Linked DNA regions of Mus musculus: region 1 is linked to region 2. The links are chromatin contacts, called in public Hi-C maps. All regions are on one chromosome and are shown on one strand. The core of a region is the stretch at or near the end of the contact, and the rest is flanking DNA. Distances in the headings are between cores, read along the strand shown. Region 1 overlaps Cobll1 (Cobl-like 1). Region 2 overlaps Grb14 (growth factor receptor bound protein 14).

Evidence for each region. A called contact is a pair of places that touch in the nucleus more often than the background predicts.
Region 1: a Hi-C map of liver shows a contact between it and region 2, with 3 times the contacts expected there. The contact joins two enhancer-like sites. A contact is called at or near these places in 18 of 484 Hi-C or Micro-C datasets (B cells, the N1E-115 cell line, cortical glia and 9 more) and 4 of 115 datasets of contacts at active chromatin or transcription factors (astrocytes, bone marrow-derived dendritic cells, hepatocytes and 1 more).

The regions. Positions count from the first base shown.
Region 1 is chr2:65,118,002-65,120,701 of GRCm38.p6, reverse strand. All of the region lies in intron 6 of Cobll1 (Cobl-like 1), which reads left to right. Among named protein-coding and RNA genes, the nearest start is that of Grb14, 97 kb to the right of the region's middle. Within about 2 kb of position 1,366, at least 41 of the 459 cell types and tissues checked have an H3K27ac peak or open chromatin away from gene starts, as enhancers often do. A contact at or near this core is called in hepatocytes and liver, where this site is marked.
Region 2 is chr2:65,006,203-65,008,902 of GRCm38.p6, reverse strand. The region is part of intron 2 of Grb14 (growth factor receptor bound protein 14); the gene reads left to right. Among named protein-coding and RNA genes, the nearest start is that of Grb14, 15 kb to the left of the region's middle. Within about 2 kb of position 1,397, at least 30 of the 459 cell types and tissues checked have an H3K27ac peak or open chromatin away from gene starts, as enhancers often do. A contact at or near this core is called in hepatocytes and liver, where this site is marked.

The DNA.
Region 1 (2,700 bases), core at 117-2,616, 110 kb before region 2:
GAATAAGACTAAGTATAGAAATCTGAGTCCTAGAACCATTTACTGTCTGTTGAGGACACCTGTAGCAAAATCAGTCGGCAGAGGACTGCCTTGTTTCCATCAGTTGGTCTCTTAAACTTATGTTTCAAGTGGAAGTGGAAGAGTTTAAAAGAAATTGTTGGAAATCTCCACCTGTAGAATTCCCAAAACCTTTGGAGACTTTTTGACTCCCACCTTTAGTGTGGCTTTACTGCTTCAAGTCCTCTGCATTCAACAGTAAATAACTGTCCCCAGCCACTGGCATGGTGTGTAACCTCCTTGGGGTAGGTTTGTGGCTGGAAGCACAGTAAAGGGATAACCTCTACTGAGCATTTCATTTGGTCTCAATGTGTGTGCTGCCACAGACAACATTCGAATATTGGGAAACCAAGACTTCCTGCCATCTGATATTATGCAAGTGAAACTTAATACCCAGAGTATTCGTTTTTCAGTGGCTGACTCAATTTTTTAGGAATGCTTTGCATGCCTCTTTTACACAGTTTTATCTTTATTTTTTTTCCCTACTTAATTTGGTTTAGAAGCAGATGATATGCCCATGAAGCAAGTAAACATCTGTTTTTTATTTTACTTGGTGAATTTTTCCAGTTATTTTATGCAGACCAATTAAGGTTGTACTCCCTGTTGTAATAGATTATGTATTTGTACTCGTTAAGAAATATTTCTCTTCCTGCTTTTTTTTTAATTTGGGCTATCATGTAACACTTTATTTTCTCTCCTGCTCGCGTCTTGTATTTATTGTATGGAAAGTGGACCCCACACGGAGTTCAACAGTTGCCTAGGAACTGTGGTTACCATGACAGTTGCAGCTTGATATATGAGTACATCTGGCTCTACTTCCAAAGCTATGAGTGGATTAATGCATCTGAAAAAATCTACCAGCACAGTATATTCTTTCCTTTTTCCCATGCATAATGTGCATCATTTCTTTGTAACTTTTCTAAGGTTTGTTAAGGAGTCATGGCCACGAAAAGCGAGGCAGCGGCGCCTGCTTATGTGTTTAGTTTTCCTATTCCAGGCCAACTTCTACAGAGAACACTCCATTAATCTACACTCAAGCCCTCTGTTGGCACTTTCAGGTGTGCTTCAAACCTAAAAGTAAAGGGACCTGCTAATTATATTTTAACCTCTAAAGAAGAAAAATCTTCAAAGAACAAGAGCTCTTGACCATTTGTAAATTGAATACACGTTTCTCTTCCTTGTCTATCAGTAAGCAAAAGGCTGCCTGTGCCTTAAGCTTTACACTAGGTCACAGCAGAACACTGAAGTCAGAAGTCCAAGGCTTACATAGCCTCTGGCCTACATTGGTGTTGAAGGCTGCATGAGTAGGTGTGCCCTTCTCTACTCAGCAGCATGCAGTAACAGTAGCCAGGTCAGAGGAAGCATGGCCGTGGTATGAGTGTGTAGGGAGGGATAAAGCTTTCTTGATAGCTTTGGCTTTCTCTCTGGGCTGAACTGAAATGCCCTCCTCCCCCAGTGTATTACTTTGGCTGTCATTTGACTTTGGCATGGGTTCTAAGTTCAGCTCATCTGTAAGGTGTTCTCCTCACCTGTGCCTAGAAACATGTCAGTCCAGTTTGTTCGGATTACAGGGAACCACGATCTTCACCATGTATTCTCGTTTACTTTGGATCGATCCTAGGTTCTACTTTCTTCTTGTTCGTAGAAGATGTACGGCTGAGCTCAGTTCTCATCTTTGGGCTTAAAAATGTTAAAACCAAGATTGTCACTAGCAAGCCACGATTATATAAATAGAGCTCAGTGAGTGAGGGGAGGGTGGGACTGACGGAAACACTGATGTGTCTGAAGAAGAAGAATGTACATGTCTGTCAAAGGCATAAATAGCATAGGCTTAAAAATTTGTCTTTTTTTTTCTTTGCACAAAAAAAGGGCCAGTGTGCATGTAAATGGAAACTGCTCAACCTCTGTGTGTCTTGTGTCACCTTGGGCTCTCCTAGATACTCTGTGGTGTTTTTACTCTCTGCTGTAGTCTTTCCATCAACTTTCCACACTAAATGAACTTGTCCATTGCTGTGTTCTTTTTCTCTGAGGAATAAAATTTTCTAACTAAATTTCCCAGAATCTTCAAGTTCTTATATTGCAAAACTATGTACGGCTGGCTTCTACCTAATAAAAAAAAGTTCTGTAGTCTGGACCTTTGGTTGGTGGTAACCAGGTCACAACAGCTACTCCTATTGAATGACTCCTGAGACCCAATGTATGATAGCAACATTGAAGACTTAACACCTGGCATCTTTCTGTGTGCACTTATTGCAACACAGGAATCCACACAAGCACCTTGTGGTGCAACAAAGAAATGGAAGGCTTAGAGTGTGAGAAAAATGTGTTCATTTGCTGAGCTTATTAACTAGAGGATATAAATGTCACTGTTAACTAATAATGAATTTTGCACAAGATATGTTTGATACAAATCTTGTGACCAACACAGCCACGTGGAATTCCTTGGAGGGCCTTAACTTTAATTAGGAACAAAAAGTCACAAGCTAATGGTGTTGATGCCACATGGAACACCTTCTGGATGATCTAGCTCTAATCTTATTGGCTTCTACCGTAGTACTTATTTCAGAAGAATGATAGGAGTGGTGTTAAAATTGGCAGAGGAGATGACTGCTCACATAGTGTAGGTTGAAGAGCTGCAGGCCC
Region 2 (2,700 bases), core at 148-2,647:
TCACCATTCTCTTTCCTCCTTTACATCACAAAGATCTTATTACTGTAACAGTACACCTGATAATTAACTTAAGAATTAAAAAGGCTTTGGGTTACAGTTAGGAAGGTTTCTTTTGACATCATGTCCTTGTGTCTGTGGGAGTCAGCACATCACAGCGGGGAGTGCATGATGGAGCCGTGCCATCCACCTCTAGGTTGACATGAAGTTGCACAGAAAGGTGAAAGGCTCCTATGCTAGTATCCACTTCAAAGTCCTCAGCTCGTTCCCTCCTCCCAGTTCTCACCTCTCAAGGTTTCTGCTGCCACTTTTCAATGATGTCATGTGTTGGGGACCAAGATTTTAATCCACCAGCCTTTGGGAGACATTCAAGATCCAAACTGTTGTGTTTACTGAGCTTAATCTTTCTCCCTAGTACATATTATCACCCAGTTCTCTTTGTTCACATGTGTTTGCTCATTGCATTTACTCAGTAGAACAGAAGCTCAGTGAAGGCAGAGATTCTTTTGTAGTAATATTTTAAAGTTTACTTTATTTGTAATTATATGTGTATGTGTGTATGGAGGGCAGGTTACTCATGGAATACAAAAGAAAACATTGGATCCCTTGGAATTCGAATTACAGGTGGTAGGGAACTGCCCTAAGTGGGGGCTAAAATGTCAGCCATTTTACAAGGTCAGTGTGGTTTTAACCCCTTGTGTTAAATTTTCTTTACTCAGTTCCTAGAAGGTAAAAATATGTCTGGTTTGTAGCAGGCTCTCAAGAAATTTTGGCTTAATAAATAAATAATAAATAAGAATAAAGCAATGAGGAAGAAACAGAATTGTTGATTTCTTGATGCAAGTGAGAGTCTACCTGAGAGCCTACTGATAATCTAATATAAACGATTTAATTTACAAAGAAACTTAGAAACATTAAAGCTACTTCTTTTTCAGGGAAGGTTCTGCGATTGAAAGTTGTTGAAAGAGATCCTGGGCAGGATAAACATTTGAGTATTGTTTTAGCACTATAAGCATATTCTAAATTTGGATCACCCTTGCTCCCAGTGAGTCCTGTTCTTTGTCTCCTGGTCTCCTTGTCAGCATTTTCATCCTTCCCAGCACACATGTGCCAATTAAAAAGCTCATCTCCTCTTTGGGGCTGAGTCTGGTATGGTTTTTCAGCCAGCCCACATTCACAGTGGAAGATTACTTTCATTCTTGGGGAGGGTGACACGGGCATGAGAGGCTCAGTATTCAGATGAAAGGGCCACTTTGGTATTATTTAACTGTGTTTTGGCAAGACTCTGGTCAGTGTCTGGTTTCTCTTTGGAGCCATTTTGCATTATATTACAGTACTCTGACTGTGCTATGCCAAGGAAATTAAGATCAGCTGGAACACTCAGTTGGTCATTGGCTTGGACTCTTAGGGCACTGGGAACTTGATGACCTCATTTAGGCTGAACCTGCCTTTGTCCCCAAAGCATAAGGGCTCCTTTTACAAAACCACGTCTGCAACTTGGGAAAGATACGAGCAAGGTTCAGAGAAAAATGACTTAATAGTGGAAGATATTTGGGTCAACATTGAGTGTGGAGTGCAGAATACGTGCTGACAATTTAATTGAGAAAGATGAAGAGGAGGCACCAAATCCCTTCAACATGACCTTAGCCACCAAGTCCTGTGATCTTGGAGGATCATTTGAAGATTGGTTTGTAAGTGCGTGTGCATTTGTATATGAGATCAGATGTTGATTCTGGGTGTTTTCCTCAATCCTTCCTATCTTACTGCTTTTGAGATAGGATCTCTTATGGAGCCTAGAGCTTTCTGATTAAACCAGGTTAGGTGGCCATTGAGCCCCAGGAATCTTCCTGTCTCCAATGCTTGGATTTGAGGTGTGTGCTGCTGCTAGCTACAGCTTTTTTTATGTGGGTTCCTTGGAGTCAAACTCAGGTCCTGAAACTTTCCGCTCAGGCACTTAGCTAACTGAGCTGTCTCCTTAGCTCTGAAATGCATGGTTTAAAGAAAACTAAAAGAAAGAAATGTTTATGGTGCCAGCAACTGGTATGGGTTTTATGTTCTGTCAGTCTGAGAAAATTTGAGAGAACATCCTTCATTAGGACTTGTGAAGGGCCCTGTGTGCTCACGTGAGACACTTGAGGGAGGGTTGTCACATGAGAAAAAGCTGCATGGTAACCATGGAGAAGTCTTTGGTGATGATGCAGAGTTTTGAAGATGAGAAATCACTGTATAGCCCTGGCTGGCCTGAACTCACAGAGATCTGTTTGCTGTTTCCTCCCAAATGCTGGAATTAAAGGCATGCACTTACTACACATGGCCTGGATTATTAAATTCATTTTAATTAAAAATATGAAGAAGAAATTTTTTATTTGGGGATGTATTTGAGAAAACAACAGTTAACGTGGATTTTCAAGCACAAATTAAGTAGCTTAGTAATATTACTTTCTCTGAGATGCTAAGGGCTGTACAACTAGTCTCTCTTTCACGTTGGGGAGTTCTGGTAGAGACATTTGCAAAGTTCTTTGCTTCCAGTTCTATGAAGGGCCCGTACCTAACCTCCATCTCTTTCTTCCCATTTCTTTTCTGACCAAAGTTCTTCCTCCAGATTTTTGTTTTTTAATTTTATCAATACCTGTATCATTAGTATTGAGGCTATTGGGTTTTGTTGCATTAGAAACATTGTTTTTGCCTTATGTTTACATTGAC